2 separate regions of the Oryctolagus cuniculus genome follow, and region 1 is linked to region 2. A link is a contact called in public Hi-C data. All regions are on one chromosome and are shown on one strand. The core of a region is the stretch at or near the end of the contact, and the rest is flanking DNA. Distances in the headings are between cores, read along the strand shown.

Evidence for each region. Hi-C and Micro-C count contacts between places; a contact is called where the count stands out from the background.
Region 1: a contact with region 2 is called in a Hi-C map of an unstated tissue, with 2.3 times the contacts expected there. The contact joins the promoter of ZNF423 here to the enhancer-like site in region 2. A contact is called at or near these places in 2 of 6 Hi-C or Micro-C datasets (psoas muscle and an unstated tissue).

The regions. Positions count from the first base shown.
Region 1 is chr18:33,466,549-33,470,839 of mOryCun1.1, reverse strand. ZNF423 (zinc finger protein 423) reads left to right here and starts at 2,790. Exons shown (of 8, transcript XM_051833900.2): 1 at 2,790-4,291. The coding sequence starts at 4,266.
Region 2 is chr18:33,131,135-33,135,452 of mOryCun1.1, reverse strand. No RefSeq gene overlaps it. Among named protein-coding and RNA genes, the nearest start is that of C18H16orf78, 94 kb to the right of the region's middle. Within about 2 kb of position 2,637, at least 1 of the 8 cell types and tissues checked has an H3K27ac peak or open chromatin away from gene starts, as enhancers often do.

The sequences.
Region 1 (4,291 bases), core at 1,541-4,040, 340 kb before region 2:
TGTGGAGGCATAGCCTTAAGGTACCAGTTTAGAGGCTGCAGAAGGAAATCCGCTTTACCTTGCTTTACGGTCCCATCCAATTTTTTTTTTTTTTTTTTTGAATTCCACGGAAGCCTCAGGTGCTACACGTCAGGGCTACAGCCTTAAGGAGCACCGGGAGATGGCAGGGGAAAGATAGCACCTCCACGAGTGATTTCACTTGCCGCAGCCACGGGTGACTTTGGAAGATGCTCATCTGGGCGCCGGGAGGTCTTACTTGTCCTCAAAACAATTTTTTCTCACGGGTACGATGCTGGCTCCGGATTGTTTGCATCCACTTTCTCCTACCTCGGAGCAGGGCAGGAGCTGCTGACCACTTCACAAACCATGACCCAGCGGCCAGAGGGTGGGGTGGGGTGGGGTGGGCAAGACGCCTGGACCCCCTGCGGGGAGCCTGCAGGTGCCAGTATAAACCACCACCTGAAAATGACTCCTTTCTGGCCCAAGGTCACCAGGCTGATGAGAAGCAAGACCCAGGCATCACGGGTGCCCCCAGAGACCCCAGCAGTGTCAGTGCAGCGCGCGAGCGGGAGGGAGGAGGGGCAGGGGAAGGTGGTGGTGGTGGGGAACGCTACCGGCTATTGGCTGCTCTGAGATTGTCCTTAAAACGTTGTTTTCTGGAAGGAGTTAAAAACGAAACAAGCTTCAGAGAGAAGCTGTCCCAGCCGAGGCAGGCACCAGGTCCAGCTCCCTCCGGACCCCGACTGCCGCTGAGCTGGGCCATAGCAGCCAGGCCTGAGGCTGCGGGCAGTAGGGGCTGCGTCCAGACGCGAACGTGCGTGGCGGAGACGAGCGCGGGGTTCCGAGAAACTTTGTGCCCTGCCCGGGGGCCCTTGTCCTTGCGGGTCCTCCCCATCCTGTTAGCTCCACCTCGGGCCTCTGAGCCTCCTGCGGCTCCCTGAGGGTGGAAAAGGGCAGCGCGGCGTCCTCCCCGCCCCGTGACCCCTCCTCTCCTACCGCACGCCCCTTCCCCGTTGTGCTCCATTTGTCCGCCCCCTCTCTCTCCAGGCTCCCGCCTGGGCAGGACCCGCCGTCTCCAGCCCCCCAGAGAGCCTGGGCGGGCGAGCGGGGGGGGGGGGGCGGCTGGTCTCCGCCCCCTCCCCCTAGGGGAGGCGGCCCGCGGCGGGGGCACCCCGGAGCCGAGGCCAATCGCCCCCTCCCCCAGCGTGTGCCATCTGCCGCCTGTCAGCCTCTCTCCGCGGGCCTCGGTCCCAGGCGCCGGCGGGGGTGGGGGCAGCGGCTGACTCGGCCCCTCCTTCCTGGCTCCTTCCCCGGCGCCTCGCGGCCTCTGCCCTCGCCTTGGCCCTGGGCAACCCCTGTCAGACCCAGGCCGGCCATCCCTGCGCTGCGGGGAGGCGGTCCCCATTCCCTCCGGGAGGCCAGGCTATTGGACCCCCTCGGACGCACGAGTCCGGGGACAGCGGTGGCGGGAGGGTGGTGGTGGTGGTGGTGGTGGCTGTGGCAGCCCACGCGCGGGCAGGGGGCGGCCCCCAGGGCCTCCGTCCTGATTAGGGCACGTCCCTGTCTTAGACCGAGACCTTCTCGCCGTCAGAGTGGGGGCCTCGGCTTTGCGTCTCGCGGGTCCCCCGCCTCCGCTCGGGCCTTTCTCCGCGTCCGCCGGCCCGCACTCCCCAGCCGCAGGGGTGCGGGGGTGGCATCCACCTCGGCAATCAGCCCAGCACGGGGCTGGCGAGCAGGGCCCGGCGGGACCGAGAGGCGAGCCGAGGGGGGGCGCAGGCCCGGCTGGCGGGCGGGCTGGGGAGCTGCGGGGCGCGGGCACCCTGCTTGGGGCGGGCGCCGCTGCCCGGCCGGGTTCGGCGCTGCTCGCGGCGGGCAGCGGGTTTTTCCGTGAAAGGTTGCCCTGGGTAACTCGTCTCCGTGGGGACACAGCCCTCCCTCTCCAAGTGGCAACTTATCGATCCGCGAGATTGATAACCCCCAGCGCCGCGCCGCGCCCCCGCTCGGCTCTCGGGGCGCAGGGTTGCGCCGGCCCAGGGTGGCGCCATTCGCTGGGAGGGCGGCAGTGTCCGCGCCTCCCCACTGCGGGGCTGGCCGGCGGCGGTGGGTAGGGGAGCGGGCGGCCTCCCGGGAAGTTCGGGGAGCTGCAGGGGGAGCACGTTCCCGAGCGTGAGCCCTTCCGGGGCCTGCTCTGGGACCCGAGCCTCAGGGAGCCCCTGGGCGGCAGGGACGCGCGGCGCCACCTGGTGGCGGGGGCAAAACTTAGTGGACAGTAGGAGCTGATTTATTCCTTTTTGTCAATCGTGAGCAGGAGGGGGTGCCACCGCAGCGTTTTGGGGGTGATGTCGTAGCTAGGAAGTGCACAGCGGCCGCGAGACACCTACAAACGCCGCGTGTTGGGGCAGGAGACACACGGCGAGCCCTGTGTTGGAGGAGTTTGTGGGACGTGGGGCAGTGGTGGTCGTCGGACACCGATCAGTACGCAAGACAGCAGCTGCGAGGGGCCAAGCCGGGCCCCGGGGAGTGTTCTCGCCCGCAGGGTGGCATTGCCTAGGCACCCATCTCAGATCGCTTCCCATTCCTACACTTTTCGCAATTTGCGTCGCTGGTGCATCTGGACGAGCTGGCGGGCCCGGTGCGGTTCCCTCCACCCACCGCCGGCCCCCCTCCCCTCCCCACCCCGCGCCGCCAGCGCCCGAGCCGGGGTCCCGCGTGCGGCTGCGGTGCCCGCGCCCGCGCCCGCGCCGTGCCTGCCGCCGCCGCCGCGGTCCGGGTTTTGCGGGCGGCCGGAGCTGTATTTCCAGCGCTGTCCATCGCTCGGTGCTGTTGGCCCTCTCTCCGTCTGATCCGAGCCGGAGCAGTGCGGGGCGCCCCACGGGATCAGAGCGCTCCCCCGCCGGGACTCCGCTCCTCACATCCTCCTGCTGGGACCCGGCTACATTTCCAGCCAAGCCTGGCTTTATTATGTGTCTCTGCAGTGCAGCCCCAGCAGCCGGATCGGGAGGAGGAGAGCCAGCGACCACAAAGAAGACAGGAGCGCGAGGGAGGCTGGCGGGCGGGCCGGCGCCGGCTGGAGCGCGGAGGAGCCGGGGCGCAGCCGCCGCCGCCGCTGCCCGGGAGGACGGGAGCCCGGCCGCCGCCGCCGCCAGCTCGACCTCCTCCTCCGCCACCGCGGCCGCCGCCTCCCCCCTCCCCGAGCCCCTGGCCCATGGAGGCAGCTAGCGGGGCCGGAGACTTGGCACCGGCCTGGAGATCGGCTGCGCGCCGCGCGCTGAGCACCGCAGCCCGAGGGCAGGCAGCGGCGGCCCGGCGCACGGGCTGAGCGATGCCCGGGGCACGGGCGCGCCTGCCCGCCGCCGCCTGAGCGCCCCTTCCTCCTCCGGGGGGCCGGTGCCGGACCGAGCCGAGAACCAGAGAAGGGGGCGTGAGCCGGGGGCCCCGAGCCGCGGCTTCCGAGCCACTGCGGCCGTTCCGAGCCCCCCTCCAAGTAGGCTGAGTTGAGGGACCACCCCCCTCGCCCCGTCCCCATCCATCACAATCTCCAAACCAGGCGTTTGGGCATTTTTGAGCCATTAATATTTATTATTATTTTTTTGTGTGCGGCAGGGGATAATTTGAAGGCTATTTTTTTTTTTTTCAGGGAGTACTGCGCTCCCGCGCTCCCGGTCTCCATTACCCCTGAGACCCTTCGACTCCAGCCCCGTTCCCCCTCCTCAGATGGGTTCATTGTGAGCTCCGCACCGGGCTGCGTGGCCGGACGCCTGCAAACTTTGCACAAAAATCCGGCAAGGGGCGGAGGAGGAGGAGAAGGAGGAGGAGGGCGAGGGTGGCGGTGGGGTGGGGGAGGGAGGGAGGGGGCCGCAGGGGCCGGGGGCCGGCGGGGGGTGGGGAGGAGGAGGGGGGCGGCTTTTTTTTTTTTTTTTTTTTTTTTTGCATAACTCGGCTCGGCCGAGTGGCCTCCGGACTCCCCGCGCCGCTGGGACCGCCGCTGGGACCGGGAGCCCCCGGCTGCCGCATTGCAACAGGCAGGGCCCCGGCGCGCCCCCCGGGCCTCCCCCCGCCCCCGAGCGGCCTCGGCCGGCCCGGGCCGCCCCCCCAAGGGAGGCCGCCCCGGACCTGCGGTCCGCTCCCCACGGCCGCCGACCCGGCTGCAAAAAAAAAAGTTTCCGAAAGGCAGGCGGAGAAGGGGGAGAAGGGCGGCCCGGAGCGGTGGGGGGCGGCGGGGGGAGCCGGCCGCGCAGGGCGACGGAGCGCCCGGAGCCCCGGACATGTCCAGGCGGAAGCAGGCGAAGCC
Region 2 (4,318 bases), core at 1,388-3,887:
ATCTGCTGCCTTCTCAGACACGTCAGCAAGGAGCCAGAGTGGAAGTGGAGCAGCTGGGACTTGAACTGGCACTCTGATATGGGTTGCAAATGATGGCTAAAGCTGCTGCCAACCCCCCTCCCCTGCTTCTTCTTCTTTTTTTTTTTTTTTTTTTTTTTGACAGGCAGAGTTAACACAGTGAGAGAGACAGAGAGAAAGGTCTTCCTTTTCCGTTGGTTCACCCCCCAAATGGCTGCTACGGTTGGCGCACTGCGCCCATCCGAAGCCAGGAGCCAGGTGCTCTTCCTGGTCTCCCATACGGGTGCAGGGCCCAAGGACCTGGGCCATCCTCCACTGCCTTCCTGGGCCACAGCAGAGAGTTGGACTAGAAGAGGAGCAACCGGGACAGAATCCGGCGCCCCAACTGGGACTAGAACCTGGGGTGCCAGCGCTGCAGGCGGAGGATTAGCCTAGTGAGTTGCGGCCCCGGCTCCCCGCTTATTTTTTAAAAATTGAATTTTGCTGGAGCCTGGACTGGGATCGGGAGGAAGTGGGGGAGGAAGAGTGGTACAAACACAGCATTGGATCTGTCTCACTGAACATTTCACTATTTTGTCCATCATGGATTTTTTTTTTTTTTTCATTAAGTTGATCTTCAGAAACTTCATGGAAATATTAACCTGGGTTTGGGCATTCACTTAAATTTTGTGCCACCCCCCCAAAATGCCTTGGTCACCTCATTCTAGCCTTGGCCTTGTTCATCCTCCAGCCGAGCTACCGTGACCCTGCAGCTAGGTAAAATGCTCTGGTAAGTCTATCACTGGGCAGGCGCACACTGTGGCACCTGCCTGTCTACAGGACTGTGCATCGGTCACGCTAGGCTGGGTTAGGGCACAGTCACAAAAGTCCAAAGTCTCTGCGGCATGGTAGAGCAGATGCATTGCTCACTTTATCACAGGGCCATCCTGCGTCCTCGGGCGTCTTTCTTCATCATAGTCCTTAGAGTCAGGCTCTGCGAGCCAACAACGCCACCTTAAATGTGGCCGGTAACCAATCCGAGGGAAGGAAAGAACTTGCGGGGAATTGCAGACTCTCAATTCAGTGTTCTTGCCTGGGAGAACCCCCTCCCCATACACCCACACAAACGTCCACTTCAGCCACAGTGCACCGGCCATCAGTCGGCACATGGCCCTACTCCCTCACATGGGAGCCAGGAAGGGCAGTCCTACCGTGGCGTGGAGGAAGTGGGAATGGGCTAGCCTTGGCAAACTGCACCAAAGACTTCCACAGACTGCCTGCACCTTCTCCATCACTTCTGGAGCAGGGAATTGTTAATTAAATGGATGCAGAAATGGAATATAAAACTGAATTTGGGGCTGGTGTTGTGGTACAGAGGGTGAAGCTGCTGCTTGCAACATAGGCATCCCATGTTGGAGTTGCTGGTTCGAGTCCCGGCTGCTCTGCTTCCCATCCAGCTCCCTGCTGATGCGCCTGGGACAGCAGCAGAAGATGGCCCAAGGGCTTGGGCCCCTGCATCCACGTGGGAGGCCTGGATGGAATTTCTAGCTCCTGGCTTTGGCCTGGTCAAGACCTCACTGTTGTGGCTATCTGGGGGAGTGAACCAGCAAAGGAAAGCTCTTGGTCTCTCCCTCTCTGTTCTGTGCCTTTTCAATAAATAAATAATTTTTTTTTTTAAAATTGAATTAATGACCTGGAAAGGCCCAGGGGGAGAATATGTATGAGAAGGCTTTAAAAAGCTCATGAAAAATACATATTATGTAAAAACGATGTATGAATTAAAGCAAAATTGTACCCAAATAAACTCACCTTCTAATTCCATTTTTTCCTGGGACTTTTTGGAGCCACCCCTCCCCCGACACTTTATCGTGTGAAAACCAGGGAGCCTGGCAGACCTGGGTTCAAACCCGAGTTCAATCACGGCACTTCGCTTCTCCGAGCCTCCACATTTCCGCTGGCGGAATGGGAAAACTCGGGAGGGCTCAGTTTGCAAAGAGGTCAGCGGGCACCGATTCGCTCCAGGCGGCGGAGGCACGGCAGGCTGAGTGGCCTACCTAACTCTCTGAGTCCCTGTCCTCAGCCCGCCGGCCTCTCGCAGGGCGCCCGAGAAGCGGCGGCTCCTGACGCCCACGCCCGGTCCGATCGCTCTCACCTGGGACACCTGCCTGCGCCAGGAGCGCACCGCGGGCCCGGGCACCGCCCCCTCCCGCCCCTGAGCCCCGATTGGCCCTGCCGGCGCCGGCCCCGCCCACCCTGCACCCGCCCCGCGGAGCCGCGTGGCCGTCACTTATTTGTGGTTATTAATTACCGAAGGCGCAACCGCGCTTCTGTGCATAAAAATATGTTTGAGCACTTTCTACTTAAACTTTAAAGAGAACGTTAATCAATTTTATTTTAACAAAATGACCTTAAGCAGGGGGAAAAAAATTGGTGTTATTTGCCCAAACAGGCAAATTAATTTCTCTCTCTTGAGAAATCTGAGAAGTTTCCAGAAATAGCTGTGTGTAATTTCCACCTGCCCTGGCCGCTCCTGGCTGGAGCGCGAAGCCCCCGGCTCGGGCCCCACCCAGCCGCGGAAACTGAAAACCGCGGGGTCCCTGCGGGACTCCAGCCGCCCCGAGCCGGCCCGCGTCGCAGGGCCCCGCACGAGGGCGCTGCGGGCTCGGAGAGGCCGGCCCTGCCTGGCCCGGGTCCTGCGGCCGGGGGCGCGCTGGGCGCTGGGTTCCGGGGCGCGGCCTGCCCCGCGCCACTCTGCTGAGGTCCCACTGCGCTCCGCCCTGGTGGGGCCGGGCCCCTCTCAGGTGGTCGGCCTGGAGTGCGGGGCTGGGCTCTGGGCGCTGAGGGAGCTGCGGGCCTCTCCCAATTCATCCGTGCTACTGAAGCTGCGGCCTCGCGGTGCCTGGGTTCAAGCCCTCCTGGGCTCCAGCCCGGGGCCTTGCACACCGTGGCAGCCCCCGGTGCCCCAGCCACTGGGCTCCTGCCCCCGACACGGGAGACCCTGATTGAGGGCCCAGCTGGTAGCTTGGCCCAGACAGCCTCTGCAGGCGATTGAGGAGTGACCAGGGGACGTCTCCATCCCTGACTCTAAAATAAATGAAGACAAAGAATTTCTTTGTAAGTTGGTGGAAAATGCTATTAAGAGAGAATTTCATGTTGCAAAGCTTTTTGAAATCTGTGCCTAGGAGCAGGTCTCCACAAAGTCAGTGGAAAATGCGTGTTATAAAAAAACCTGCATGGATTTAAAAAAAAGTGTTAGCATCAAAATCAGTGTATTAATTCCATTTTCCGTGAACTTTTCACAGTGCTCCTGTAGAAATATGCTTCTCCCAGCTCTCCGCAGCTCCTGTGAGGGTGGGTGAGACAGTGCTGGCGGGAGTCAGCTCCAAGGGTGCTATCCCCAGTACCTACAGCAGTGTTGGGACGCACTAGATGCTCAGTAAATATTTGCTGGTTCAACAAATGAATGAGCATGCTGAACACACTAGCTGTTCCAGTAGTCTTTATCGCTACTGGTTATGACTGCAAGTAGGATTTGAGCAGGTTTTTTTCCAAATATAAGTAAGATCATAACATAGAAAATTGCTTTCAGATTTGCATTTGCCGGTTAGCTACCCTCTTCACTTTCTGGATATTCTGATAGAATCAAAGGGCCAGGTGCCCGCTTCTTCTCCCTGTGTTTGCTGAATGCATAGGTCGGAGCCTGTAGCAGCAGCCACAAGCCCAGGGCTGACAGGTGCAGGCCAGCAGTGTGGCTGTGGCACCGGTGCCAGCTGCTACCTAGCTCCAGGTCAGGCTGTGGTGGGACAGTGAGAATTTGGTGAGGTACCGTGGTAGGCGCCAGTGCAGTGGGCATGTGTGAGGGGTGCCTGCCAGTGGGTGGTCACTCCATGTCCACAGAGCAGGCTGAGGCCTCCAGGGGCGCTAAGAAGACTCTGAGGAGCACAGAAGTCTTGTGTAGCAATCCACAGGGAAGCCGGCTTCTGCCCCTGCCCCAGCTCCTGGTGTGGACAGACAGCCCAGGGACAGAGCTCGGGGATGCTGGCCCTGTGTCGTCCCAGCCAGCGGGCATCCAGCCTGGCCGCATGCTTCTTGTGCAAAGAACAGGCACTGGGCAGGGAGCCCTGCCCTTCGTGGTCACCGGGTCCCCCTGTGGCTCCAGGCCAGGCCTCACCTTGCTCTGGTCCTCTGATTGTTCATCTGGGAAGTGAGTGTGGGATCCAAGCTCTCGGGGCAGTCGGTCTGAGCTTTAGGGCTCCCTAGGTTATTGGGGCTTCCTAGGGGGCCCCGGGGACTGGGATGGGGCTCAGGGCCGGCCTTTAAG